5 separate regions of the Sus scrofa genome follow, and regions 2, 3, 4 and 5 are each linked to region 1. Evidence: chromatin contacts called from public Hi-C, HiChIP or PLAC-seq and promoter capture Hi-C data. All regions are on one chromosome and are shown on one strand. The core of a region is the stretch at or near the end of the contact, and the rest is flanking DNA. Distances in the headings are between cores, read along the strand shown. Region 1 holds the start of RPS27 (40S ribosomal protein S27). Region 2 holds the start of TPM3 (tropomyosin 3). Region 3 holds the start of INTS3 (integrator complex subunit 3). Region 4 holds the start of HAX1 (HCLS1-associated protein X-1). Region 5 overlaps GATAD2B (transcriptional repressor p66-beta).

Evidence for each region. Promoter capture Hi-C pulls out the DNA fragments that hold promoters and counts their contacts. A called contact is a pair of places that touch in the nucleus more often than the background predicts. HiChIP or PLAC-seq counts read pairs in DNA pulled down with a chosen protein or histone mark.
Region 2: a contact with region 1 is called in an H3K27ac HiChIP or PLAC-seq map of alveolar macrophages. The contact joins the promoter of TPM3 here to the promoter of RPS27 in region 1. A contact is called at or near these places in 1 of 5 promoter capture datasets (liver), 8 of 47 Hi-C or Micro-C datasets (alveolar macrophages, blood, brain and 4 more) and 1 of 2 datasets of contacts at active chromatin or transcription factors (alveolar macrophages).
Region 3: a contact with region 1 is called in an H3K27ac HiChIP or PLAC-seq map of alveolar macrophages. The contact joins the promoter of INTS3 here to the promoter of RPS27 in region 1. A contact is called at or near these places in 1 of 5 promoter capture datasets (liver), 1 of 47 Hi-C or Micro-C datasets (liver) and 1 of 2 datasets of contacts at active chromatin or transcription factors (alveolar macrophages).
Region 4: a promoter capture Hi-C map of liver shows a contact between it and region 1, with 3 times the contacts expected there. The contact joins the promoter of HAX1 here to the promoter of RPS27 in region 1. A contact is called at or near these places in 1 of 5 promoter capture datasets (liver), 3 of 47 Hi-C or Micro-C datasets (heart right ventricle, liver and skeletal muscle) and 2 of 2 datasets of contacts at active chromatin or transcription factors (alveolar macrophages and skeletal muscle).
Region 5: a contact with region 1 is called in a Hi-C map of skeletal muscle, with 3 times the contacts expected there. The contact joins the enhancer-like site here to the promoter of RPS27 in region 1. A contact is called at or near these places in 6 of 47 Hi-C or Micro-C datasets (embryonic fibroblasts, epiblast stem cells, fibroblasts and 2 more) and 2 of 2 datasets of contacts at active chromatin or transcription factors (alveolar macrophages and skeletal muscle).

What each region holds. Positions count from the first base shown.
Region 1 is chr4:95,698,161-95,700,860 of Sscrofa11.1, reverse strand. It overlaps RPS27 (40S ribosomal protein S27), which reads left to right and starts at 1,380. Exons shown (of 4, transcript XM_003125735.3): 1 at 1,380-1,452; 2 at 1,765-1,873; 3 at 2,436-2,546. The coding sequence starts at 1,447.
Region 2 is chr4:95,548,495-95,551,194 of Sscrofa11.1, reverse strand. TPM3 (tropomyosin 3) reads right to left here and starts at 1,368. Exons shown (of 8, transcript NM_001001632.1): 1 at 1,187-1,368. The coding sequence starts at 1,318.
Region 3 is chr4:95,943,456-95,946,155 of Sscrofa11.1, reverse strand. It overlaps INTS3 (integrator complex subunit 3), which reads left to right and starts at 1,351. Exons shown (of 30, transcript NM_001243322.1): 1 at 1,351-2,058. The coding sequence starts at 1,915.
Region 4 is chr4:95,469,594-95,472,293 of Sscrofa11.1, reverse strand. HAX1 (HCLS1-associated protein X-1) reads left to right here and starts at 1,322. Exons shown (of 6, transcript XM_021089792.1): 1 at 1,322-2,167; 2 at 2,677-2,700. The coding sequence starts at 2,115. UBAP2L (ubiquitin-associated protein 2-like) reads left to right here. Exons shown (of 27, transcript XM_021089781.1): 27 at 853-1,172. The coding sequence ends at 891.
Region 5 is chr4:95,854,651-95,857,350 of Sscrofa11.1, reverse strand. GATAD2B (transcriptional repressor p66-beta) reads right to left here. Exons shown (of 11, transcript XM_021089804.1): 6 at 2,139-2,309; 7 at 1,297-1,609. Among named protein-coding and RNA genes, the nearest start is that of SLC27A3, 48 kb to the left of the region's middle. Within about 2 kb of position 1,415, at least 1 of the 83 cell types and tissues checked has an H3K27ac peak or open chromatin away from gene starts, as enhancers often do. A contact at or near this core is called in skeletal muscle, where this site is marked.

The DNA.
Region 1 (2,700 bases), core at 131-2,630:
TTGTTGAGGGTTTCCTTTGCTGTGCAGAAACTTTTAAGTTTGATGAGGTCCCATTTGTTTATTTTTGTTTTTACTGTCAATACTCTGATAGGTGGATCTGAGGAGATGTTGCAGTCGCTTATGTCAGAGAGTGTTTGGCCTATGTTTTCCTTTAAGAGTTTGATAGTGTCTGGTCTTATATCTAGGTCTTTAGTCCATTTGGAGTTTATTTTTGTGTATGGTGTTAGGGAGTGAGCTAATTTCATTCTTTTCCATGTGGCTGTCCAGTTTCCCCAGCACCACTTACTGAACAAGGTGTCCTTTCTCCATTGCATATCCTTGCCTCCTTTGTCATAGATTAGTTGGCTGTAGGTGTGTGGGTTTAATTCTGGGCTTTCTATCCTGTTCCACTGATCTATATTTCTGACTTTGTGCCAGTACCATATCGTTTTGATGGATTCTTTTTTTTTTTACATTTCTGTAAATTTTTACATTTCTGAGTTGTTAAAAATGGGCAAATTAGGAGTTCCCCTCGTGGCGCAGTGGTTAATAAATCCGACTAGGAACCATGAGGTTGAGGGTTCGGTCCCTAGCCTTGCTCAGTGGGTTAAGGATCCGTCGTTGCCGGGAGCTGTGGTTTAGGTTGCAGACATGGCTCGGACCCCACGTTGCTGTGGTTCTGGTGTAGGCCGGTGGCTACAGCTCCGATTAGACCCCTAGCCTGGTAAACTCCATATACCGTGCGAGCGGCCCAAGAAACAGCAAAAAGACAAAAAAAAAAAAAAAGGTAAATTAAACTTATTGAAAAAAGGCAAAGAAATTTAAGAAGTTCCAGACATGGCTCAGTCTCGCTGTTTCCCTAAAGAGCTCCTATTGTCAAAGCGCAGCACCAAGTTTTAAAATTGTCCATTTAGGAGTTCCCATCGTGGCGCAGTGGTTAACAAATCCGACTGGGAACCATGAGGTTGTGGGTTCGCTCCCTGGCCTCGCTCAGTGGGTTAAGGATCCGGCATTGCCATGAGCTGTGGTGTAGGTTGCAGACGCGGCTCAGATCCCGCGTTGCTGTGGCTCTGGCGTAGGCCAGTGGCTACAGCTCCGATTCGACCCCTAGCCTGGGAACCTCCATATGCCGCGGGAGCGGCCCAAGAAATAGAAAAAAGACAAAAAATAAAATAAATAAATAAAATAAAATAAAATTGTCCATTTACACCTCGAAAGAGGAGGGGACACTGAACTTCTGGGAGCTCCAGCTCACACTCTGAACGTGGCCACTCCTATGTCTCTCATTTAGAGACCTTCCAAAAATGGCAGCCCCCTGCTCTTTCCACCGCGTGCAGACGGTGAGAAAAAGTCCTTCCCAACATGGCGGCCGAAGGCCCATGCGTCACTTCCTGCAGGACGGTGGATATAAGGAGCAGGATTTCCGCCTTCGCTCCTTTCCGGCGGTGACGACGTCCCTTCGAGAACATGCCTGTGAGTCTCTTGGTCCAGGTTTCGGCGGAGATCTCGCTCTTCTGTCCGCACGCTCCCCTCACGCTGATTTCGGATCGCAGAGGGCACTCATTTGCCCTTCGCGCTTCCCAGGACATTAACTACGGGGACCGCGGAGGCCCGCGGGGTCCCCTGCATAGACGGGAGCGGAGAGGAGATAAGATGGCGGCCCAGCTGCGCAGACACCAGGGGCGGCGAGGGGCGAGCTCTCCCCGGTGTGTGGCAGCGGAGGCTGTTTTCATCATTCCGTGTTCGCCGTTGGTTTCTAAATCTCTGCATTTCTACTTCTCGTAGCTCGCAAAGGATCTCCTTCATCCCTCTCCAGAAGAGGAGAAGAGGAAACACAAGAAGAAGCGCCTGGTGCAGAGCCCCAATTCCTATTTCATGGATGTGAAATGCCCAGGTGAGGAGATAGCTTGTAGGAGTGGGGGAAGCGTTGGAGCCCAAGAATTGCAAAAAGGTCCCATTTCTTGAAAGTTGAAGGTGTGAGATGAGTAAGAATTTTGCAGTGTAGAAGTGACCCAGAGTAGTTTCTTTTCAAAACTTCATCTGCAAAGTAGGAGACACTGGGATGATAGGTTGGGTTTCTGCTGTGGTCATTTTTGTACTTGTACCTGGATGCAAGGTACAGTTACTGAGCGTCCTTCCCGTTCAAGTAGAGGATTCTCTGTTTTTTGACTTTTCAATAATCTTTGATTTCACTCCTTTCCTCTTCAGGCTGTGGGATGATGGTAATGTTTATATTATATGTTAGTGACAAAAAAAACATCGATGGGGGCAGGTAGTCCAGGAAGCTTCCGAGTTGGCTTTAATGTATATGTGGAGCTAGGTAATCAAGTTTAGAATGGGAAAGTGAATTTCGGCAATTACATAACGTTCTGATCTTACAGTTGATACAGGACAGCGTACGTTTAGGTGAAGAAAAGATGGAGAAAGTAAAATAACTAATTTGGTTTTTTCCCCAGGATGCTATAAAATCACCACCGTCTTTAGCCATGCACAAACAGTAGTTTTGTGTGTTGGCTGCTCTACTGTCCTCTGCCAGCCTACAGGAGGAAAAGCAAGGCTTACAGAAGGTAAATGGTTTAATCAGTGTTAGGATTTTGAGGTTTGAATTTTAAGAGAGATCATGTATAATGTCTCATCAAGAGGGTTGGGTTTGATAGTCTTTTTTTTTTTTTTTTTTCCTTCCAGAAGCATTATTAGAAAGCTCTAAATCTCAGAACGCTA
Region 2 (2,700 bases), core at 119-2,618, 150 kb after region 1:
ACTAGACTGCACCCTAGACCCTGAAAAGCTCATAGCCTACTATAACAAATCGCCCTTCTAAACAGAAAGTGGTTTCAAGAATCACCCCTCGGCTCATTAACATTTTATGTTCCATCTTTCAGTAGAACAAATATTTACTGAACTTAAACAAAACAAAACACTGTAGTGGATAATTGGGAAAGGAGCAGAGTAACATCACTAGAGACCCCCGGGAATTCATTATTTGGAACTCGGTATCTTGACTCCATCAACCACGCGAACTAGAAACCTTGACAGAAATTGGCACCCCATCAGATTCTCTGCAACATACACTCGCTTATCAGCTCTGCTTGGACGAAGTGTTCTTAACCTGGTCAGCTAGCACTCTTCACACTTCAGCAATAAACGCCTGAATCTGGCATAAGTTCCTGCCTTCCAGGTCATCGTGGAAGCTAGGCAAGTTTTTGTTGATACCTACATTTGCACTAACAGAAGGAGTGAAGTACCATCTCCTCCCCTCCCTCTTCACGTCGACAGAGAGAATGGGTTCAGCAGTTGCAAGGGCTCCCCGTAAGAGGAAAGGGCCCCAGGCCGGAGGATGGGAGGCGGTGCTGTGGCCTCAACCTCCTCCAGGGAGGGCACCGCGCTTCCTCTCGGCCGACTGCTGCCTCATTTCCTGAGCAGGAGGAGGGAGCGGAAAAGCTACCAGCAGGCTAGGCTGGGGGCTTTCCGGCGGGTCCCACCCTCAACCCCCACCCTTTCACCTTAAATTCGGCTCTGCCCCTCCCAGACTGGAGAGGCAGCCACCTACTCTCACCCTTGAGGCCGGAAACCCCAACGAGAGCAAAATCCCCCCCGCCCTCGACGGGGAAGTGGGGGAGGGAGAGGCCGCTTGAGCCCCTCCCCCGGCCGCGCCCGGCTCAGAGCGACTGAATGAATGAGCTGGGAGAAAGGAGGAAAACCACTCCTCAGGCCCGCGAGGCTCAATTCCTTCAAAGGTCACGCCTGTTCGCTCGAGCACCCCGTTCCCCCCTCACCCGCTAGATGTCCAAAGAAGCTGAGCCCCACCCAACCTCCGGGCTCCAACTTCATCACCAAGTATGCTGGCCCTCTAAGGACCGTGCTCGTTCGCAAATATGGGACCTAGTTCGGGGTCCCATCTGCTCCAGCGCCTGCCATTCCCTCACTCGCCTCGCCCTCTCCGTACCTGTTCCCGGGCCCGCCTTTCCCCCTCCACTTCCCGCTGGAGGCGCTCGGCCCTCTCCTCTGCATCATCGGCCTGCTGCTGCAGAACCTGGATCTTGCGCTTCACCGCCTCGATGGTGGTGATTCCAGCCATGGTGCCCACCCAGCTCCTGCTCGCAATCGGGTTCCTGCCTTCTCCGCTCGGCGCTGCAGCCGCTTCTCACCCCTACTTCCGCCTGCTCCGCCCTGAAATACCGGAACTCGCCCACCCGCCCGGACGTGACGCCACCACCGCCGCGCCCTCCCACCGCCAGGCAGGCGGGAAGGCTGTCCACTGGAGGGAGACCAGCCGCGGGGAGCGAAGGGCGGGACCGCTCAGTCGCCCGGGGCGACCGCTCCCAGCATTTTCCTCCAGCAGGCAAAGGGGGGCGGGGTTGGAAAGAGGGAGGGCTACCATGGTAACCGGAAGGCGCGTGGTGATTAAACCTCTCCAGCCGCGGGGCTGGCTGTCCACAATGGTTGGCCTGTGAGGCCCCTTACACACTCGCAGTTGACCCCTCACTTCCCCAGAGCTGATCGGCCACTACTTACCCAGCTGATCCACCACCACTTACCCGCTAGGGCACCCTGTGTACCTCTCCACCATATACCCCATAAAGGCTTCCAAACAGGTACTAAGAAAAAACCTGGTCTTTCTGTGCCTCATCTTCAAAAGAGCCCAGATATCCAGTCTCCTTTCAAAGGCTGCTCAGGTAGGTTCTTTCCCATTTCCTAAAAGTCGATGAAGGGGATTAATGGGGGATGAAGAGATGGGCAGGTTGACAACGCTATCTATTTGGCATCAAGTTTTTTTTTTGTTTTGTTTTTTGTTTTTGTCTTTTTGCCTTTTCTAGGGCCGGTCTCACAGCATATGGAGGTTCCGAGGCTAGGGGTCGAATCGGAGCTATAGCCGCCGGCCTACGCCAGAACCACAGCAACGCTGGATCCGAGCCGCGTCTGAAACCTACACCACAGCTCTCGGCAACGCTGGATCCTTAACCCACTGAGCAAGGTCAGGGACTGAACCCACAACCTCATGGTTCCTAGTCGGATTCGTTAACCACTGCGCCACAAGGGGAACTCCATCTGTTTGGCATCAGTTTTGAACATAAGTGTTCTATTTAAAATACAGGTGTTAAGTTTTCCTCATGGCTCCTAGTCGGATCCTTAATCCGACTAGTATCCGTGAGGATGCGAGTTCTATCCCTGGCCTCGCTCAGTGGGTTAAGTGATCTGCCTTGCCGTCACAGACACGGCAGGGACTGGGTGCTGTTGCGCCTCTGGCGAAGGCTGGCAGCTATAGCTCTGATTGGACCCCTATCCTGGGAACTTCCATATGCCACAGGTGCAGCCCTGAAAAGCAAAAGTTAAAGCATAAAGTACTGGTCTTTTTCCCTGTTACTTTTGAGAGTCAGTAGACACCAGTGATTTACCAACCGGCCGGATTCTCCAGACCTTGAATGATTCAGGACCTGGTAATTAATCATCACTTTACAA
Region 3 (2,700 bases), core at 102-2,601, 250 kb before region 1:
TTGTAGTGAGTTTTAATTACACGTTTTTTTAAATTATAGGAATTGAATTTATTTATTTATAAACCACACCCAGTGGCTCTTGGAAGTTCCCAGGCAGCAGCTGATTTGCTGCAGTGAAAACGAGGGATCCTTAACCTGCCTCACCACAAGAGAACTCCTAATCATAGGAATTTAAAAAAATGTCTTGGGAGACTTATGCTGATTAGGTAGGGGTGAATCGGGTAAGTTTACTGAGAATTTGGGAAATTTAGAAGGTATCTGAGAGGGTTGTTTAGTATAATTAGAGAAGTAGCAGGATGTTGAATGGACTGGAATCCATTAAATCCCTAGGGATGTATCATATATACACATGTACATAGGCTAGAGAAGAACAAATTCCAGAGCCTTTTTTTTTTTTTTTTTGGTGCCACGCCTGAGGCATGTGGCAGTTCCCAGGCCAGGGATTGAACCCGACCCACAGTAGGGACCCCTGATCTGCTGCATTGACAATGCTGGACCCTTAACTCGCTGGGTCACAAAGGAACTCACAGAGGCTTTTTTAAGAAAAAAGTGGTTGAATATGGGAGGGAGACGAATGAATGTCAGAAACAAGCTTCTGCAGCCGGGTTGCTGGGGGCAAATGCTGACACTAACGCAGATAAAACAGGACAATACAGAGCTTCCAGAAGCCAATAATGAATCAGTGCACGATTCTAATGATTTGGTGGGCAAAGTGGGTCTATGCACTTTTTTTTTTTTTTTGCAACCTCTGGCGAAAAACTGCACTTGCGTGAGCGCCTACACTTGCTTGCGTGATGCACTCTTAGCTCCAGGAGCTGGCGCCATACTATCCGATGACATTTGCTCTGGGACCGCTTAAGGGTCAAGGCTCCGCTCCCCGGCCCCGCACTGTCAATTCGTAGCTAGGTTTCGGGCTTCCCAAAGCCACCCAGGACTAGTGCCCCGGTTTCCGCACCCACCCCAACTTCAGAATGAGGGAGAGCGAAGACGGGCGCCGCGCGTGCGCGTCAATATACGCAGGCGCAGCCTCTCTCCTTCCTGATCATCTCGCACTCACACCCCACCTCCGGGAAGTCGTTCTGTCCCGCCCTCTGAGAGCAAAGAAGGAATGCTATTGGGTAGTCTGGTTGTCCATCAACTCAGTCTCTCTTTTGCTCAATACCATTGGCAGCCGGGGAGAAGGCTCTGGGGCCGACGTCGGCCTATTCCTTCGAGTGTCAGCGCCACCGCGGAAGCCGCTATTGGCGGAGGCCAGGGACCGCGTCTGCTCACTTCCGGCGCGGGCCTCCACGATTCCTTCCCCTCCCCCGCCGTCGCCCTCAGCCTTCCCACCCCCCCGCCCTTCCACCATGGCCGCCTCTGTGTGGTGTAGGGAGAAGCTTGTCCTCCGTGTCCTCCCATAGCGCTTACTGCTTCACCCTCACCCCCTGGGGGCCGGATCCAAAGGAACCTCGCTCCCCAATCCTTGGGGCACCAGCCAGGAAGGTTTCCTATTCCCTGCTTCAGGCGCAGGACTCCTCTTTCCCCCACCTCCTGAGGCAGAAACTTAGGATTTTCCTTGCTTCTCTTAGGGTCAGAAGCCAGAGAGGGCTCCCCTTGCACTTCTTCAGGGACAGAAGCCTCTCCCACCCTTCCGTAGGGGTGCAGACCCTTACCCCAGCATACTTAGGAGCTAACGGCGTTTCCTCAGCACTGCCACTCCAGAGGCAGCACCCAGAGGCCCGTCCTCCTTCGCCTCCTGCACGGGAGCGGCCTTTCGGAGAGGAGGGAGGAGTAGAGAGGCCAGGGACCCTGTCCTTCCCGTCCCCCACTTGTCCCTCTTGTCCCTCCTGTCCCTGGCAATCCTAAATTCCTCATTTCTAGGACTTCCCATCCATCCACTCCCTGGCCTTTTCCCGTCTCCTGGCTGCAGCCATGGAGTTACAGAAGGGAAAGGGGGCAGCAGCAGCAGCTGCTTCGGGAGCAGCGGGAGGTGGAGGAGGAGCGGGAGCAGGAGCCCCAGGAGGGGGGAGGCTGCTACTTTCTACCAGTTTGGATGCCAAGGATGAGTTAGAGGAGGTAGGTGTGGGGGGTGGGGAAGGGAGTTAAGAAATGGGGTTGAGGAGGGATACTGGAGCGGATATAGGGTGGGGGTGGGGGAGGAGGCCTTCAAGTTTTTTCTAAGGCCACACAAACACTGCTCCAGACTTCCTGGTCCTGAAGGAAGAAGTGTGGGCCAACTTCCTGGGCAGGTTGTCATAGCAACAGCAGCCAGTGGTGTGAAAATGGGGTGGGGGGGTGTTGATGAGGAAGGGATGCAGCATCCAGATCTACCGAATTTATTTTTGATAGCCTTTTCCGCATACAGGCCACAGCTATTCTGAATATTTACCCTGTTTCAGTCTTAGGTCATATATTGAGTTGAGAAGTAATGTATGTCTGTATAGGGGTCTGGGGGAGGGTGGTGGCAGACAGAAGCTTGCAGACAGACATTGAACCCTTCTGTGAGATAGTATTGACTTCATGTAGGCACAATTGCCAGTGATGTTCACTGGAGTTTAGAATGAGTGAAGACTTAGGAAGAGTGCGTTGTGTTTAGTTACTACAGCAGTGGGGCGAGCAGGGCATAGGACGTAGGGGACTCTCTTTCAAAACCAGGTCATACATCCATGAAGGAGAGAACACATAGCTGCTGAAAAAGGGGATAGGGTGAGGCGACGG
Region 4 (2,700 bases), core at 73-2,572, 230 kb after region 1:
TGCTCTAGCTGCTGTATAAATCAAATTTCCTATGGTTGCAAAAGGATAAGCTTCAGAGTAGCTCTAAGCAAGGGGAATGGGAGAGTAAAACAATTTCCAAATCTCCACCTGAAGATGTCACAAATTTGTCCCACTAACTAGACTTTTCCTCCCCATTCATCCTCCCATTCCCCTGCAGACGGGCAGCGGGCAACGTAGCCAGACCAGCTCCATCCCGCAGAAGCCCCAGACCAACAAGTCTGCCTACAACAGCTACAGCTGGGGGGCCAACTGAGGCCCTGACCCTCTTCTCCCGGTCCCATCTTCTGAGAGGGCTTCTCAGCCTGGCAACTATGGAAACAGCATCAAAGAGAGAAAGGAATGTGGGGGGGTTCCGCTGCCCCCCACACCCAGCGGCCCACCCCATGCCTCAGCTTCATGTCTGTCCCATTCCCATACCATCCCCACTCTGTTGTATGTATTATAGGATTTGTATTTTCTTCTTTTTTTTTTTTTTCCTTTCCTCTCCTCCTCCCCTCTTGCATTCAAGATTATGAAACTTTGCTGTGGGCCCTGCCCTTCCTTCTCCTCCTCCTGTTCACCCTGGTGGTGTGGGTGAGGTGGGGAGGGGGGACCCCCAAATATATATCAGCCCAACAGCCCTAAGTCTCCTCCTTTATTATTAGGAAACAAAACAACAACAACAAAAAATGGTGTCATGAACATGAACAGCATTGTCAGATGAATTAGTTGAAGTGTTTTTTTTTTTTTTTTTTTTTGTACTGTGTCTTCAAATTTAATGGATTAATGTGTCTTGTATATATAAAAAGAAAACCTCTACCTTCAGCCTCTGCCCATTCTTGCTCCGTCTAGGATATCCTCAGTCTCGTCGATGACCAGCTTGGTGAATAAGTATTACTGTACCAACTGGGCCTTCTCTAGCAGGCCCCGAAGGCAGTGGAATAAAATGAAATCTTCGCCCTTTAAGAACTCCGACCTTAATGTGCTAGTATCTTGCCCCTGAGGGGGTTCCCTTCCGTTCTCCCCTAAGAATTTCACGGCGTGGCCTGGAAAGAATCACTGCAAATCTTCATTTTCTCCAGATCTACAGCAGATTTTAGGCGGTGAAGGGAGTGGAATGGATAGCAGATACTGGGTGGAACGGAAGAGGATTAAATGAAAACTGAAAGAAATGGCTTTGCAGAATCAGTTTAATTAAGATGGGTCCAGGCAAATGAACTGGAAAGAAATGAGGGCAACATGCACTGTTGTTGGCCAGCAAATCTGAAGCAGTAGTTCTTGACGCTTGAGTGCTTTCATTTCACATAACTAATACCCAGCCCCTGAAAAGAAGTCTAGAGTCAGGCCAGGGTTAGGATGGGGGTGGGGTACAGGGAGGCAGAGGCTTTGAAAGTCAAATGATAGGAAAAAGATACTAAAAGCCCCCAATTTTTCCCTCCCAAGAGTTCCCTTGCTCTCTTATGAAGTCTTTAACCTGCTGGTTGCAGAGCTTGCCTGGAAGAATTAGAGGAATTCTTAACAGCTGGAGAGAGAAGTCCTTGCGTTCCCTGAGTCTTTTTCTTTTACTCAACTCTGGGGAAGTCACTACATTAGAAGGAGCTTGATGCAACGTTTTGTCCATCCCTCTGGTATCAGACTTAATTGGCTCAGTCAGGAAACAAAACCGAGGCGGGTCCAGGAGGAGTCCATGGGTGTAGTGAGCCGGCGGTGAGGGAGGGCCTTGGTCCAGTTCATTTGTGCGGATGGGCTGCCCTCTGGCGGCTGCCTCCGGTGCCATCCGGCGGCGTGAAACCCTTGAGACACCCTGTCGGACCGACCGCATTGGTCGGCAGAAGGAATTGGCTTAGGAGTCAGGTGACTGTTGGAAAACGAAAATTAAGTACACCCACTCCCTTCACAGGGAACAGGTGGGGTAAAAGAAAAAACCTTTCGAATTCGATAGGCCTGCCCCGCCCTCAACCACGCCCCGCTTACGGTCGTTTTACGACAGTGTCCGACCGATCGCAGGCTTGCTTTCAGGCAGCGTGGTCTGACGCTTCGCTCAATTTCCGACGGCGTAGCTTTGGTTTCTCCCCCCGGCTTTGGGGTTCGAAGGTTCGAGTCCCACGACGGGAATGAGCCTCTTTGATCTCTTTCGGGGATTTTTCGGCTTTTCTAGACCTCGGAGGTGAGAATGGGTCCGGGTCAGATAAGGGAGGGGGATCCGCTGAGGGAAGCTTGACCCCTGACACACTGTTTTTGGAAAAACATCCTTTTCCCCACTCATGCAACTCCTGCGGAGAGGGCAGAAGTCACAACATTGAGCACACACCCCGCGGCAGTAACCAAGGCAGTCGTTAAGAGGAGAAACAGGCGCTTAAACGTTTCTCCGTTCTGGGGTGATGCAGCAGGGGCCCAAGTGTGGGGAAGACAATGCAGCTCTGGGGAAGGGGTCAGTGAGCGAGCGGGACCTTGGGAGAGAGGGGAGGGGTTGGGGAACGCTGAAGAAAAGCTGAGGGGAAATGTTTGGGGGAGCCGCGAGGCGAGGACTGGCTTTGATAAAAACAAAACAGACACGATGGCCAGTTCTCTAACGCTCGCTTCAGCTTTCCAGTTTCCTACTCTTGTCCACCATTAGCTGGTTTTATAGATTAAGTAGTGCCGAAATCTTGGTGGCCAATCTGCATCCATCCCCAGCCACAGAGATCCCTTTTTTGGAGG
Region 5 (2,700 bases), core at 166-2,665, 160 kb before region 1:
TATTCATTGATCTGTTTATAACCAATATTGGGCCCATTAGGCACTCTCCTCTACTGTCAGGTGTTCCCCTAAGTCTTTATGTTTAGAAATTCAGGCTCAATAACTTCTGTTAGCATAGACTATGTGATGTTAATAATTTAGAATTTGATTCAGTGTTGGTTAACAGCTTTTATGTGGTTATAGTTATCTTTATCAGTCTATTAACTATAAGCACTCAAACACCAGGGACTGAATAACACAGCACAATGCCACATAAACACTGATATTAAAAACAGGGGTTCTGGGAGTTCCTGTCGTAGCTCAGTGGTTAACGAACCCAACCAGTAACCATAAGGTTGTGGGTTCGATTCCTGGCCTCACTCAATGGGTTAAGGATCCGGTGTTGCTGTGAGCTGTGGTGTAGGCCGGCAGCTGTAGCTCTGATTCGACCATTGGCCTCGGAACCTCCATATGCCGCAGGTGTGACCCTAAAAAGACAAGAGACAAAACAAAACAAAAAACAGATGTTCTGGGAGTTCCTGCTGTGCTACAGCAGGTTAGGGATCTGGTGTTGTCTCTGTGGCAGCATAGGTTCAATCCCTGGCCAGGTGCAGTAAGATAAGGATCTGGTGTTGCCACAGCCATGCCATAGGTCACAGCTGCAGCTCCAATCTGAATTACTGGCTCAGGAACCTCCACACCCAACGGTGTGGCAAAAAAAAAAAAAAAAAAAAAAGAGTTCCCGTCATGGCTCAGTGGTTAACAAATCCAACTAGGAACCATGACGTTTCGGGTTCGATCCCTGGCCTTGCTCAGTGGGTTAAGGATCCGGCGTTGCCGTGAGCTGTGGTGTAGGTCACAGATGCGGCTCGGATCCCGCGTTGCTGTGGCTCTGGTATAGGCCGGCAGCTACAGCGCCGATTCGACCCCTAGCCTGGGAATCTCCATATGCCATGGGAGAGGCCCTAGAAATGGCAAAAAGACAAAAAAAGAAAAAGAAAAAGGTGTTCTAGTCTTTAAATTATGTATGCATCATGCTAGGCACATTTAAAAGAACTAAGGAATATACTGCAAAAAATAGATAAGCTACACTATACACACAATAAAAACATTAAGCCTAAGATATACACACACACAAAAAGCTTTTTGATATGGTGCTCCCAAAGAGCCTCTGAATAAGGGATGGGACATAGTCTGGCAATAGTAAGGAGAGATTATTCAGTATTACATAGTGCCCTGTGATACTCTGCCTGTATCAATCAGGTGTGGCAACTGCCTACTCAGATAAAAAGATTGAGCAGAAAAAAACAGCTTTACCTTGGCTGTCGATGACACTCTGTACAACTTCTTCCAAGCCTACCATGTAGATGAACTCGCTATTGGCTGCACTAGGCAGGAAATGAAGCAAGGGAGCAGGTGGTTTAGGGGGTGGAATCTCCAGGAGTGTCTTTTCCAGCTGTTTGCGAAGAGCCAATTTGGCTGCAGCCTGTGAGTTGGCAGCATCAGTCATGGCGCTGGGGCTAGGAAGTGGTGAGGACACTCTGTTCACGGTCCCTGGCTGGATATGGGAGGCAAGGTTCATATAGATGGCAGAGGATGTTGTGCGCTGACAGGGAACAGAAGAACTTGACTGCTGAAACAGATTGAGACAGACTGAGTATAGGGGTCAGTAATCGTATGTGGGAGAAAAAAACAATTCTTACTTTTGAGGCAGGGAATACTACCTGATCCTAGTGTGAACTACTTAGCTCCCCTCAAGCTCAGAAAAAGACATGAGGCATCCAACTTCAGTGAAAAAGGACTCTGGCACATAGGAAAGGAGAAAGATAGTGGCTATGAACTAAAATTGCTAAGAGAAAAATAAAGATTTGGAATGTTTTGTCATATATTCTTATGCTTCTTATTCCCTAGATTCTTTTATCTCTTTCTTCTAGAGAGCTTTTAGCTTACTGCTGCTCTGCTGCTCTCTTCTCCACTACTATAGTCATATAATTTCTCAATGTTTCTACTTTTTGGGACTGCTGTCAACCCACCAAAATTAGGACAAAATTTGTTGTCTTAGAGTTTCTCAATGTCCAAAAAACTTAAAATCTATGATTCTTTCAACCAGGAAAGTAAATAAAAGACAGCTATGTTTCCACATTGGGGCTCCCTCTTACCGGCTGGTAATTGATAGCAGGATTCATATTGGGTGTTGTAGTGCGTACAAGGCCAGGCTTAGGTGGGCCCCGCTGACCCTGTAGCTGGGCTGGGTTTGGTGCAATCACACGCTGAGACATCAACATGTGTGGGAGGGTGGTGTTGGTCGCTGAACGGATGACACTGTGACCCTGAAGGGGAAGAAGAGGAAAAGATACAGTCCTAGGTGGTAAAATGCCCCACAAAATGCCAAAGAGAAAACACTACCTATAACATATAGCTAAGTGGAAACACAGAAACACAATAATTTCATCTAATGGACTATGGGAAAAATCATCATCATCAAAAACCTGATTAGTGGCTAGAAAGTCCCGGGCCTTCCCCCCACCCCCGCAATTGCCCCCAATGCATATGGAAGTTCCTGGGCCAGGGATGGAATCCAAGCAGGAGCTGCAAACTACATCACCGCTGTAACAAGTCCCTGGCTTTTTTTTTGGTATAAGCTATTTAAACCTATATGGAAAAGAGGTAAGCTGGAAAGCACCGGTGTAGAAAGACTGCAATGGAAAAATAAGTTATTCA